2 separate regions of the Arachis hypogaea genome follow, and region 2 is linked to region 1. A link is a contact called in public Hi-C data. All regions are on one chromosome and are shown on one strand. Each heading gives the region's core, a stretch centred on a gene start, on an enhancer-like site or on the middle of the called end of the contact. The rest is flanking DNA. Distances are from core to core; before and after follow the strand shown. Region 1 holds the start of LOC112771448 (probable xyloglucan glycosyltransferase 5). Region 2 has its middle 11 kb from the start of LOC112772367.

Evidence for each region. A called contact is a pair of places that touch in the nucleus more often than the background predicts.
Region 2: a Hi-C map of an unstated tissue shows a contact between it and region 1, with 4 times the contacts expected there. The contact joins the enhancer-like site here to the promoter of LOC112771448 in region 1. A contact is called at or near these places in 2 of 8 Hi-C or Micro-C datasets (leaf and an unstated tissue).

The regions. Positions count from the first base shown.
Region 1 is chr18:126,483,279-126,489,698 of arahy.Tifrunner.gnm2.J5K5, reverse strand. It overlaps LOC112771448 (probable xyloglucan glycosyltransferase 5), which reads right to left and starts at 1,384. Exons shown (of 5, transcript XM_025816202.3): 1 at 304-1,384. The coding sequence starts at 1,044. It overlaps LOC140181178 (a long non-coding RNA gene), which reads left to right and starts at 5,959. Exons shown (of 2, transcript XR_011875967.1): 1 at 5,959-6,088; 2 at 6,162-6,420.
Region 2 is chr18:126,533,928-126,540,590 of arahy.Tifrunner.gnm2.J5K5, reverse strand. No RefSeq gene overlaps it. Among protein-coding and RNA genes, the nearest start is that of LOC112772367, 11 kb to the right of the region's middle. Within about 2 kb of position 3,845, at least 2 of the 3 cell types and tissues checked have open chromatin away from gene starts, as enhancers often do.

The DNA of each region.
Region 1 (6,420 bases), core at 135-2,634:
TAACTTCTATATGAGAAATTTTAACATATAATGTATATCCTCCTTCTTTTCTACTTCTTTATTTATTTATTTATTTGTTTTTTTTTTTTTGTTATTTCATGAGCAATTTTCTAAGACAATGCATAAAAGGTAATCTGAATCTTTTATCTGTCACTATGAAAATTTAGTGCATCATTTGATCAATGTATCTGATAGCCAAATTAATATAAGGGAATGGAAGGAATAGTTTTCTGCTAGCATAAGTAATAAAAACTTAGTTAACAAATAAGCTTCAAATGGAGTGAAGCAAACTTGGGGTCATACCTCTCTCTCATTACACATTGGAATCTGAATCAGAACCATAGGGTAATGGCTTGCAGATCCTTCAACATCATCAACCTTGAAGGGATCCCCAGCAAACCTTGGCTTAACCTTCTTGTATCTAATCCAAAAGCATCCCATGCAAAGAACCATACGGTCCACGGATTGGATAAGAAACAAAACAACACAGAACTTCGAGAGTGCTTGTACAGGCGGCGCGATGTATTCAACACGAAACCTCAGCCAACCAACATACGCCATGTGAAGTAACCCCTCGAAATCCAAGGCATTCGGAAGAATATGCAAATTTGGGTTCCTGAATTGCCATCCTTGAAGGTAAGCAACAATCTCAAATGCAAGAACAGCCAATGAAACAACCAAGAACACTCTAATGACTCTAAACAACAACTTCCCTCTCTCCAACTTGTCACTCTCACCCTCCATAGCAACACCCTGTCCATGAACTATCCTCTTCTTGATGGCTCCAAGCAATGTCCACATTACACTGGCAAGCCAAGCAATGCAGCCGACGGCACGGTGAGCCTTGAGAAGCAGAACCCATGTGACTTGTTTCGCATTCTTGCCGCGGCTCTTCTCCACCGGCCGGAATGCAGCATCTGCACCATTAATCTCCACAACAGAGAAAGTGGGATTCTCAATTTTCACCACCACTGGTGTTGTTGTTGTTCCTTTATCATGTGTGTCCTTACTCCACCAATTGGGAAAATCCAATCTTGGAGCCATAGCTATAAAAGCACTTGAACTCTCAAACAGACCAAAACACAAACACCTTATATGCACAAAGCAATAACTTACTTCATCAATCACTTGTATAGTACACTACAACAACACATTCATTTGATAAAGAGTAAAGGATCAGATCTAAAACAAAAAGAGACAAAGCTCCAAAGCTGTTATTGGAGCATTGATGTTGAAGGCTCTTGTTGTTCATTCAGCATTTGAAGGTGTTTTGTACTGTGAAGGAAGCGAAGAAATCCTAACATGAGAAAGCCACATTTTGAGGGAAGGTATCTCTGTAGCTGTAAGCACTGAAACACTGAAGGTCTTTTTTGGGGAAACACTCAAAAGTCTGAAATTAACGTGTATATATATATATATGGAAAAGTATAAAAGCCACCCACGTATTTGTGTAGAAATACATGTTTAGTTTAATTTATTTTAAATGTGTATTTATATTTTAATATATATTTTATACTAATTACTTTTTTTTCCAAAGATAGTAGGTTATATTTCATTAATTATTGAAAAATGAAATACAAAGATGTCCAAAAGTAAGACAGTATAATGAAAGATGGGGATTTCCCAAAAACATTACACTGAAGGTATTCATCCAACGGTACGTGGTCGAAATACGAAAAAAATCTTAAAGAAGAAAAAATGATAAATCAAATTGAATGCAACTAAGAGCTTGCCTCATGGAGATGACGACCTAAACTGGGAGTTTTTTGGATTTTACGGAGCAACTTGACAGAGCTTGCTAGAATGGCAGACGGCATTGAAGTAGAACCTTCAAAAATCAACTGATTGCGAGCTTTCCAGCAGTTCCAGCAAATGATGGCAAGCAATTGAAGATTACGGTCAGCATTCTTCAACGGGTTAAGCATCTCTGTTGATGCAATCCACCATGTCCAAAAGTCGTTAGGACTCTGAGGAGGAAGACAGTCACGAAGATAACTCTGAGACTATACATCTTTAATTCTAGAGCAATCGATCAAACAATCAGTGACTGTTTCGGTTGCTTCATGACAGCAGGGGCATATTGGTGATATAGATGGGATGCGGTGATGAATCTGAGCAAGCACCGGGAGCAGGCCATGGAGAGCTTTCCAGATAAATAGCTTATTTTGTGAGGCAAGTTCAACTTCCATAGATCAATCCACGGCTTTTTTGTTGCATATAATTAGGGCAAAGCTCCAGAGGTGGATGGTAAAATAAATAGCCAATTCTGTAACCTGAAGCTGTATCATATTGTTTGGATTTGTTCAAATCCCATTGCAATTTGTCCCTACTCTGCTGAATTTTAATTGACAAAATCTTGTTTGCAATGTTTTGGGAAAATAATTCTTGAATAAGATTCTCATTCCAATTCCTATCTTCAGTAATTAGATCTTTAACTCTTGGAACCAACTCAGAAATAGCTTGTCTATTTGGCATGTCAGAAATCATTAAATGATACGGAGGAGGCAGCCAAGGATCCTCAAAGGTTCAGATATTCTCTCCAGTACCCACAGCCCAATTAAGACCTTTTTCAACAATCTTTTGGCCTTCCAGTATGCTCCTCCATCCCCAAGAAGGTAAGACTCCAATTTCTGCCGTTATAGCATTACCATTGCTAAAGTATTTACCTCTTAGGATTTTGGATAATAAGGAAATAGGATGTGTTACAAGTCGCCAAAACTGTTTGCCTAAAAGCGCCAGATTTTGGATTCTGAGATCTTTAAATCCAATGCCTCCTTCTTTTCGTGGGCGAGTCATAGTGTCCCATCTAATCCAAGCCATCCGCCTTTCAGAACCTTTTTGTCCCCACCAGAACTGAGAAAGTAGAGAGTGAATTTCCGAAATTAAACCATCAGGCAACTTGAAGCAAGACAATGTATAAATAGGAATAGCTTCTCCCACTGTCTTAAGCAATACGTGTTTACCACTTGACGATAGAAGATTGCGCTTCCACCATTGGATTCTTTTCCGAACATTTTCTTTGATCATACTAAAAGAAGCCTTTTTCGATTTAGAGACTGTAGAAGGCAAACCAAGGTATTTATCCTGAGCCCAATATGATTAATATTCATAGAGTTAGCCAGTAGTGTACGAGTAGTGGAGGGAGTGTTGTAGCTAAAGAATACAGCAGATTTATTAAGATTTACCCTCTGGCAACTGATGCTTTCATAAGAATTCAATAAATGCAGGATATTTGAACATGATTCAGGATTAGCCTTACAGAATAAGATGGAATCATCAGCAAAGAGGAGGTGGTTGACATTGGGACATCGTCTATGTATCTGAAGACCATGAATTAGTCTGTTTTGTTTTGTCTTGTGTAGTAAGAAGGAGAGACCTTCTGCACAGAAAAGAAAAAGATAGGGAGATAGAGGATCTCCTTGTCGAATACCTCTATTTGATTTGAAGAAACCATAAGGTTGTCCTTCCACAATAACAGAATAAGAAACAGTTGTCACATAAGCACACCATAGACTTGTTATTCTTATTAGTGAAAGATTTTAAATTTTTCTTTTAATAAATACAAAATTAGGGTATGGTATGTAATTTCTACTGTTATTTTTGCGTGGAATTTGGATTATACTTCGAGTCACTAAGTTTGAAGTTATTTTTTACAATTAAAATATATATAGTTTAGAGTGAAATTAATAGTTATATTATAGTTTTATATTACAATTATTTTTGTATGTTATACAGTATTATTTTTATTTTAAAATTATTTATTTTGATATAAATATGATATAACATTTGTTAAATTTAATTTTAAAAATAAAATTTTATTACTTTAATTTTTGTTTTACCAAAGATAGGAGACTCGAACCCGCAACCTCTTAATTGAGTATGGAGAGACTATGCCATTTGAGCTATTACTCATTGGCCGGCAAAATTTGGAAAGATAGGAGACCCGAACCAGCAACCTCTTAATTGAGTATGGGGAGTCTATGCCATTTGAGTTATTGCTCATTGGCTACTTTAATTTAATATATAAAATTTACAAATTTGTATATACTAATTTTATATCGAATTGATCCGGTTTAACAAGATTTATTTTGGGTCACTTTCGAAGTCGAATCAAAATATACCCAATACCTTTTTAGGACTAAATTCGGGTGTACTTACCACCAGTTTATGAACACCCATAATACAAAATAAAATGTATTAAAAACTTATATTTTTAATAAAAAATTAATTTATAATCTTGACATGTGTTTTCAAGGCACAAGATAAATAAACTTTTGTATTTAGAGTAATTATCCAAATTAAAAATTTTCAAATCAAATATTGTACTTCCTCAAATTTTAAAATATATAAAATATTTTTTATCATTTTTTATCTCCATCAGACAATACCACATAAGTATTTATAGAACTATATATCATAAAAATTAATTTAAAACTCAATATAAAATTTATAACTCTAATATTTAGTCTGAGTTTAATTTAAATTTTATATCATTTTTAATTATTTTATTTAATAAATTATACTAGTGGCAGTATTTAATTGCCTTTTTATTTAAAGTGATACCATCTGTTTCTATTAATATTAGCCTCATTTTAAATATTGTATTTATTGAAAGTTTTAATTTTATATCAGTTCAGTTACTATAAATATAAAAAAATAATACACAAAAATATTTCATTATATTGTCTCCAAGCTGAAGTATAAAACAATCATCTATTTGATTGTAGCAGGTCTCCTTATTGTCTTGGTATTTTTTTGATGTCCCACACTCTCCCACGGTCCCACCACTCTTAATTGTAGTAGAAGTTCACGCCCCCACTATTTGTGACCCTTTTTTTTTTTTTTTTTTGCAGCTGAAGCCTAATTCAACTGGTTAAACCGTATGCTTTTTAATATGCTGTACCTGAGTTGTCCAATGCACGTGACCTTCCCTTTACTTGAATTTGCAGCTTGTGACTTTGGGCCAGCACTTGAAGGTGTTGGTTTGGACAAATTTAAACCATTGACAGTTCTTGACCAAAAAAAAACCATGGCTTTGTGAGGTTTGGTGTTGGCATAAAGTTCAACCCACTTTCTGATGCAGCTAGTTGGGCTGAAAGCCTGAAACTTGTTGGTTCTGCTGAAAATGAAACTAACAACAAAAATATTAGATAATCAACTTGGGTTGATAGAGTGGTTAGCTCACTCGTTCGCTTAATAATAAAAACAAGCCAATTCAAATATTCAAAAAATACTGCATGATTACTTAACAAATAATATTAATTCAACTTTAATTATTTTTTTTATCTAATTTCTCAACAAGTGATTTTAATTTATCATAAAAAAAATATGAGTAAGTATGATTTGATTATAGAAAAGAGAGTATTTTGTTGTAAAAAGAAGATGAATACGTTAAAACAGAAACATGTGTATTTTCTTTTGTTTTTTCGTCTGAATTTGAAATATTTTAAATTGTTTTTTTTTATATTTATTAGAAAAAAATAATTTTTAAAAATGATCAGTTAATAATAAATCAAATGGGCATGTAAAATTATGTGTCAATATTAGATGTCTTTGTGCATACTGTATAATCCAAGATACCAAATTCTTGTGTTTCATAAATATTTCTAGAATTTCATGAGAAATAGCACTTGGTATCAGATATTTTTGTGTATATTGTCTAATTCAAAAATACCTTTACACTTTCAAAATTTTTTTGCTTCAGAAATATCTTTACAATTTTAAAATACTTACTGTATTTCAGAAATACCCTTACAATTTTATAAAAAATGACCTGTGTCCTATAAGAGCACGTGTCAGTGTCAGATGCATGTATTTGTGAATGTGTCACATCCAGCTATCCCTATCTTTGCGCAGTCAGTTGTTGCGTCACATCCATCATCAGTATGCATAGTCCAATAATGTACTCTGAGTCTTTTTATACAGTAGTTTGCATATGTTGGCGATAATAATGTACTCATCCGAGAGAGAAGTGTACAATCTGTCATCAAATACAGAGTGCATGTATGGAGAAGAATTGGGTCAATCAAAAGAACATGAAAAGATCAATGACTAGCGAGAGAAAGGATATATGGAATGTGAAACACGGGTAAAATCTCATGTTCACTTAGTTTACATATTTTTATCTCAATTCTTTTGTTGAAACTTTAAGTTTTCTGCAGATGTTAATATTACCAGAGAAGATGCCGTATTAGGCCCCTGCTGCAACGAGATTTTCCACTGTTGTACAAATTAAACACTAAGTATAAAGTTAGAATATTGGGTTTGGAGAAATAATAATTTTTTTATTTTATTTTAGAAAAAAAAATCAATTTCTAATTCTAATGTTTAATCAAAGGATTAATCTTTTGGTATATAATTTTAATAATATCCAATAATATTTTTGTATTATTAACAAATTGAATTACTAATTTAGTTATA
Region 2 (6,663 bases), core at 2,596-5,095, 48 kb before region 1:
GGTATCTATGTTTAATTCATAAAAAGTCCCAAGCCTTGGATGTTTTCAAGTCTTCCAAAGCTGAAGTTGAACTTCAACTTGGAAAGAAAATTAAAGTTGTCAAATCTGATCGTGGTGATGAATACTATGAAAGATATGACGGGTCAGGTGAGCAACATCCCGGACCTTTTGCCCTTTTCCTAGAGGAGTGTGGTATTGTTCCGCAATATACCATGCTAGGCAAACCTAGCATGAATGGTGTTGCAGAGCGAAGGAACCGAACTCTTAAGAACATGGTGAGAAGTATGATTAGACATTTTTCATTGCCTGAATCACTCTGGGGAGAAGCCTTAAAGACCGCAGTGTACATCCTTAATAGGGTGCCAAGCAAAGCAATTAACAAAATGCCATATGAAATTTAGACTGGAAAAAGGTCTAGTATAAAGCATTTGCATATTTGGGGATGTCCAGTTGAGACGCGACCTTATAGGCTGCATGAAAGAAAATTGGACTCAATGACAATTAGTTGCTATTTTGTTGGTTACGTTGAGCGTTTACAGGAGTACAAGTTTTACAATCTTGCATCAAGGTCTATGTTTGAAACGGGAAATGCGAGATTTCTTGAGGATGTTGAGTTTGGGGGGAAGAAAATATTAGGAATGTTGCTTTTGATGAGGATTCTGTAACTGACAATGATCAGGTCCTTGTGCCTATTATTGTTCAAGATACAGTTATAGTACAAGAGCACAATGATAATCCTACTATAGATCTAGTTACAGTACAAGAGAACAATGAGAATATTGTTGTTGCTCAAGATACTGCTACAATACAGGAAAATGATGAGATTCCTCCTCAACCACAACCTATATAGCAAGCTTAACAATCTCAAGAAGTGTCATTAAAGAGATCCAACAGATAAAGGAAAAAATTCATCTATGGTCTCAAACAAGCTTCCCGTCAATGGCATCACAAGTTTAATCAAGTCATTACCTCATACGGTTTTGAGGTAAATATTATAGATAAATGTGTATACTGGAAGTTCAGTGGGAGTAAATACATATTTTGGTCTTATATATTGATGACATTCTACTTTCCAGTAACGATATAGGCTTGTCGCATAAAACTAAAAAATTTCTACCGAACAAATTTGAAATGAAAGATCTTGGTGATACCTCTTTTGTATTAGGAATCGAGATACTAAGAGATCGCTCTCAAGGTATTCTTGGATTATCTCAAAAGAACTATATTGAAAAGATTTTAAGTAGATATGGCATGAAAGTTATAGACCAATGGACACACCCGTAGTTAAAAGAGACAAATTCAGTCTCAAGCAATGCCCTAAAAATGATCTTGAGAAGACAGTAATGCATGATAAACCTTATGCATCAGCACTAGGGAATTTAATATATGCTCAAGTCTGCACACATTCTGATATATTATTTATAGTGGGAATGTTAGGTAGATACTTGAGCAATCCGCGCATAGATCATTGGATAGTTGTTAAACGCATAATGCATTATCTAAAGAGAACAAAGGATTACATGCTTACTTATCGGAGATCAGAAAATTTGGAGATCATTGGGTACTCTGATTCCGATTTCATGGCATATGGTTGCGAAACATTGTCACTGAGCTTCGTATAATAGATGACATCGAAAGGTTATTAAAGATATTTTGTGATAATAAGTCAGCAGTACTATACTCCAACAACAATAAGAGCTTGACAAAATCGAAGCATACAGACATCAACTTCTTAGTTGTCATGGAGAAAGTTTAAGAAAAAGTAAAAAACAGATTTTCATAGAACATATAGGAACAGAATATATGCTAGCAGACCCATTAACCAAGGGATTGATCCCTAAAGTCTTTCATGAGCACACTGCTCGAATGGGTGTCAATATTTGTGATGCCTTGGTTTAGTGGGAGTTTATTTTATGCTATATGTCCTATGACAGATATTGAATTATTTTTCTGTAGAATTAAGTTGATGGTTTATTTTATGTTATGTGAAATGTTCATTTTACAATATTTGTATTGTGTTTGATCTTAATAAAGTTTTAAAGTTGGACTAGCTAGAAGTAGACATGCATGAGATCACTTGGCATGTAATTTTCATATTACTCATCTAAATTTGATCTATGTCGTTAAGTATATTAGTATGGTGATTGTCGTGGTTTAGTCACGACATTTAATGTGATAAAAGTTGCGGTGATTCCATATCTAATATATGAGACGGACCAGATTGTTAAAGTAATGAGAGAAATAGCATTCAGATGCGCGCATAAAGTTTATAAGATGTGATTATGTCAAGAAAGAATATATGTATAGCCCAAGTGGGAGATTGTTAGAAAATTATTTTAATTTCCTAATTTGTTTGTGGGCAATACATATATTAATTATAATCACAAATTATGCTATTTCAAATTAAATAACTTATATAATAGTGATCTCATTTATTGTTATAAATGCTAAATTGAATAAGTCATAATTACTTTTAATTTTGAATTAAATGAGAATAAAACCAGATATTATCTTTTGTTCCTTAGATAATTATCTTTTGGATTTTGGATATATTATCTTTTGGACTTTAGATACTATTTTATTTGGGTTTTAGGATTTAATGGGTGTCATGCTCAAATATAAATAGTGCCTTCAGGGTTTCGGTCTCCAACATACCAAAGTCGCCTTTGTGCTCTTTCTCCATCAGAAGAGTTGCAATTCAGCCACTCAGGAATACAGAAGGCTTTAGTTGAGGAAGATCGAAAGAACCACAAAATCCAAATCCTTCCATCAATTTTTGACTTTTCTGAGTAAAGGTACCCTTTCGTATTATAATATATTTTTTGTGATTTAATATGAATGATCTGGGTTAATAAAATTATTTATTCCAACATAAATTACTTGAACTATTAGACTAACTTATTTGTTGTGTTATTATGTGCTAATTAATATACATGATATAATATCTTTGATAAAATTGTTTATACTTGTTCATTTTAATGTTGATTTTAGTTTTCGACTCACCTTTTCTCAAATTAATAATATTTTGATTATATATAATTTTTGAAACAAACATTAAATTTTATGAAATATTTATAAATTAAGAAAGAGGACAAAAATATTTTTATTAATCAGAATATATTTTTTATAATTATATTATATTTTTTAATAAATATTTGAAGCATATAATAGACATAAATTAATTAATAAATTATTAAAATTAAAAAATAAAAGTTAAGTTAATACAAAAATAAAATTAAAAAAATACTTATTATAAAAAAAATAAAATAATATAATTATATCCAAGTAAATGATTCAACTAATAACTCAGCAATTAAACTAGTAATCCAATATTAGTACTCTAATTAAGTCAATTACCGATTTAATTCTAATAACTATCCAAATAACTTTGTTATTAGTACACAAACTTCGTTGATCTTGTTCTATTATTTTCTTTATATGACTTTGGGTGGTTTGATTCTCATTATTCAAAAGATGCTTTTACAATTTGATATTTTGTTTATTTAGAGTGAAAAAAGATAAAAGTTTATTTTAATAAAGAGTTACTCTGTTTAGTCTTTAAGAAAAAGTTGAAGAAACTTTTTATTTTATAAAATTTATAAGAATATGTAAAAAATATTTTTTTTTCTTTGTATTTAAGAAAGCTGCTTTTTTTTTTTCTCTAGAAAGCAAAGAAAAGCACCATTTCTATAGCACCCCACAATTTATCAAGATAATAATTTTATTATTTATTTATTTTTTTGGTAATGATTTTATTATGGGTTCTAACCTTGGAACTAGCATATATATATATATATTGCATGATATTGCACATCTTTACGGTCAATTTTTTTTTTTTTTTGGTCATGATCTTTACGGTCAAATTGTTTTACCTAACTTATGTGACACCATATTTTTGGTCCAATGAATTTGTCTATTTCGTTTTCCCTCATCGTTTTTTTCCTGTTATGTTTTTCTGGACAGGTTTTTTACGGGTTCATAAAAATTCTATTCACTGCTCACGGCCCAACATAAATCTATAGTCCAATAAATACTGTTGGCAGTGGACAAAAATCATTCGGCCCATTTTAGTGATCTCTTTTTCTGCTTGTTTCAAAATTAGAAGAAGAATTCTATTAGCATATCTTAGTTTCCATTTTTTAGATTCTCCCCCAAATGTACGAAGAGAATAGATCCTTTCAATTTCTTTAATTGAGAGAGTAAAGTGTAAAGTGTGATATTTAATTCTATATATGATGAAATATTATACTTTATCCTTTTAAGTGAAATAAAAATTTGAGAGGATTCGTTTCCAAGATACTAAATGATGATATAAGAGGGGTTATATTATTCTGTGTTTTTTTTTTTTTTTGGTCCGATAGATTGGATATCTTCCAATCCTAAGCATCACACACTCATACACGCATTTAAAGATTTTATCTACTATTTGGCCACCCCTAAAATTTGAATCCAGATGCAACATATTAAAAAGTAACATATTTAACTATTAAACTAAAATCTCAATATTATCTAAGAGTTGTAATTTTTCTTTGGACTTCTAGCCACCAAAAAAAAAAGAAAGATAAAGTATACTTTTTATTTTAAAGACAAAAGTTTTTAAAATACTTCTAAATTTTATTTTGTTTCAATTTTGTTTCAAAAGTTTTCGATTTGCATCACATATACCTCAAACGGATAATTTTTCAAAAAATTGAAGACCAATTCAACAACAATGTCATAAAAATAACCCTTAACACAAGCAAATCAAGCATAATTTTCATGCATTATTGTTAGATTGGTCTTAAATTTTTTGAAAATTTTTCAAAAATTTTTAGGACAAAATTAAAACTAAATAAAACTTAGGAGTATTTTTGAAACTTTTGCCAAATTTTAGGGACAAAAAGTATATTTTATCCAAAAAAAATTCAAACAAAAAAAAATACATTAAAAGAAAAAGAGTAGACATGGTTTTTTTTAATGAACATGTTTTCATAATTCAACAACCTTGTTTCCATGACTCTAATTCTAACTTGGCTTGTAAGCTAAACTAGGCCTTATCCCAACAACCTTTTTTGCTTTTGGATTTATAAATGACAACTTCCTTTTTGTTAGATTTACTGCTATTTATATTCTTGTTTATCTTGATGACACTGAGCAGATATTCTAAGATAGTATTTGGCACAAGCAAACTTTGATGTGTTTAGGGACAAACTCATAGTCTTCTCTAGAGCTTCCTTGAGCTAGCTTGAGGGGCTGTAAAAATATCAGAAATAAAAAACAACTACTTTATTTCAGATAAATTAGTTATATAGTTAGTTAAGACACTTATAAAAATTCGGTTATATGTGATTATGGGAGTTAATTCAGTTTGTTATTTCTCTCGTCTATATAAATGTTCTTGGGTTCTCTTAGATGCACTTTGGTACACAGATCATGTGGACATGATTACTCTCTTATTGACTGAAAGAAAAGAGTGGTCTAACAAAAATAATTAATTATACCATTGTAATTGGATCATTGTAAATTAAACTTGGTTGGGTCAGTTTTATAAACAAACCGGTTTATAAAAAATTTGTATTCACTTACTTCTAATTATGTTTGTTAATTATGAAGGAAAGAAAACACATTAGGTTATTTGATTCAGAAATTATAATTAAAAAAGTGTATTTGAAATGAAATAATACCTTAATTTTAATTAAAAAATTATAATTAACACTTAATTAAAACCAAAATGGAATTTTTGACTTTATAATAGATTTTTAATTTTTATTAAAACACAAATTTTCTAATAATTACTGAAATTATAATTTTAACATTTAATTTAATTACAAATATAAATAATTGACTATTTTTATATTTGAATTAGTAGCTTTAAACAGAGTCTTTTCTTCTTAGTATAATTTTTTATTTCAATTTATTTTAATTTGGATATACAAATCATAGCTAATTTTTTAGTCAATCTATTTTTGTTATTAAAAGGATCAAACAAAAAATTAAATAAATTTATTAACATAACAAATTAACTTAAATGTCACTTATTGATATTTATAAATTTGGACCATTTAAAATGGGACCCACCATTTGATTCAACGCGGTCTAGTAATTCTAAAATACAACTACAATAAAATTATTATATTATTTTACTCATATGAAGAGGTGATCATAAAGAATTACAAGAGCCTTTTGCAATATTTTAACGTGATGTCAGGACTAAACATTAATTTTATAAATTCAGTTTAATTTGATCCTGATTAATTGCAAACATAGTGCAGAGTCTATGTAGCTAGCTGGAGTGTAAAGAGAATACTCATTCAATTAAATATCTTAGAATTTTTTTAAGAATAAATTTAAAGTTGATGAAGATTTGAAAATCGATCATAGACAAAGTAGAGAAGAAATTCTACTTATAAAAAGCTAAAGTATTCAATAAAACGGATAAATTAGTTCTTATTAAATTTGTGTTAAATAGTTTGTCATTACACTACTTAAGTTTGTATAAGATGTCGAAGATTGTTGCAAAGAAGTTAATTTTACTACAGAGAAGATTTTTATAGAGTAAGGAGGATGGTAAGAATGGTATGACATTGATTAGGTAGAAAGTGGTGCAAGCTCCAAAAAAATTAAGTGGACTGAGGTCGAAGATGCAGCGATTCGTAACACATGCCTTCTGTTTAAGTGGTGGTG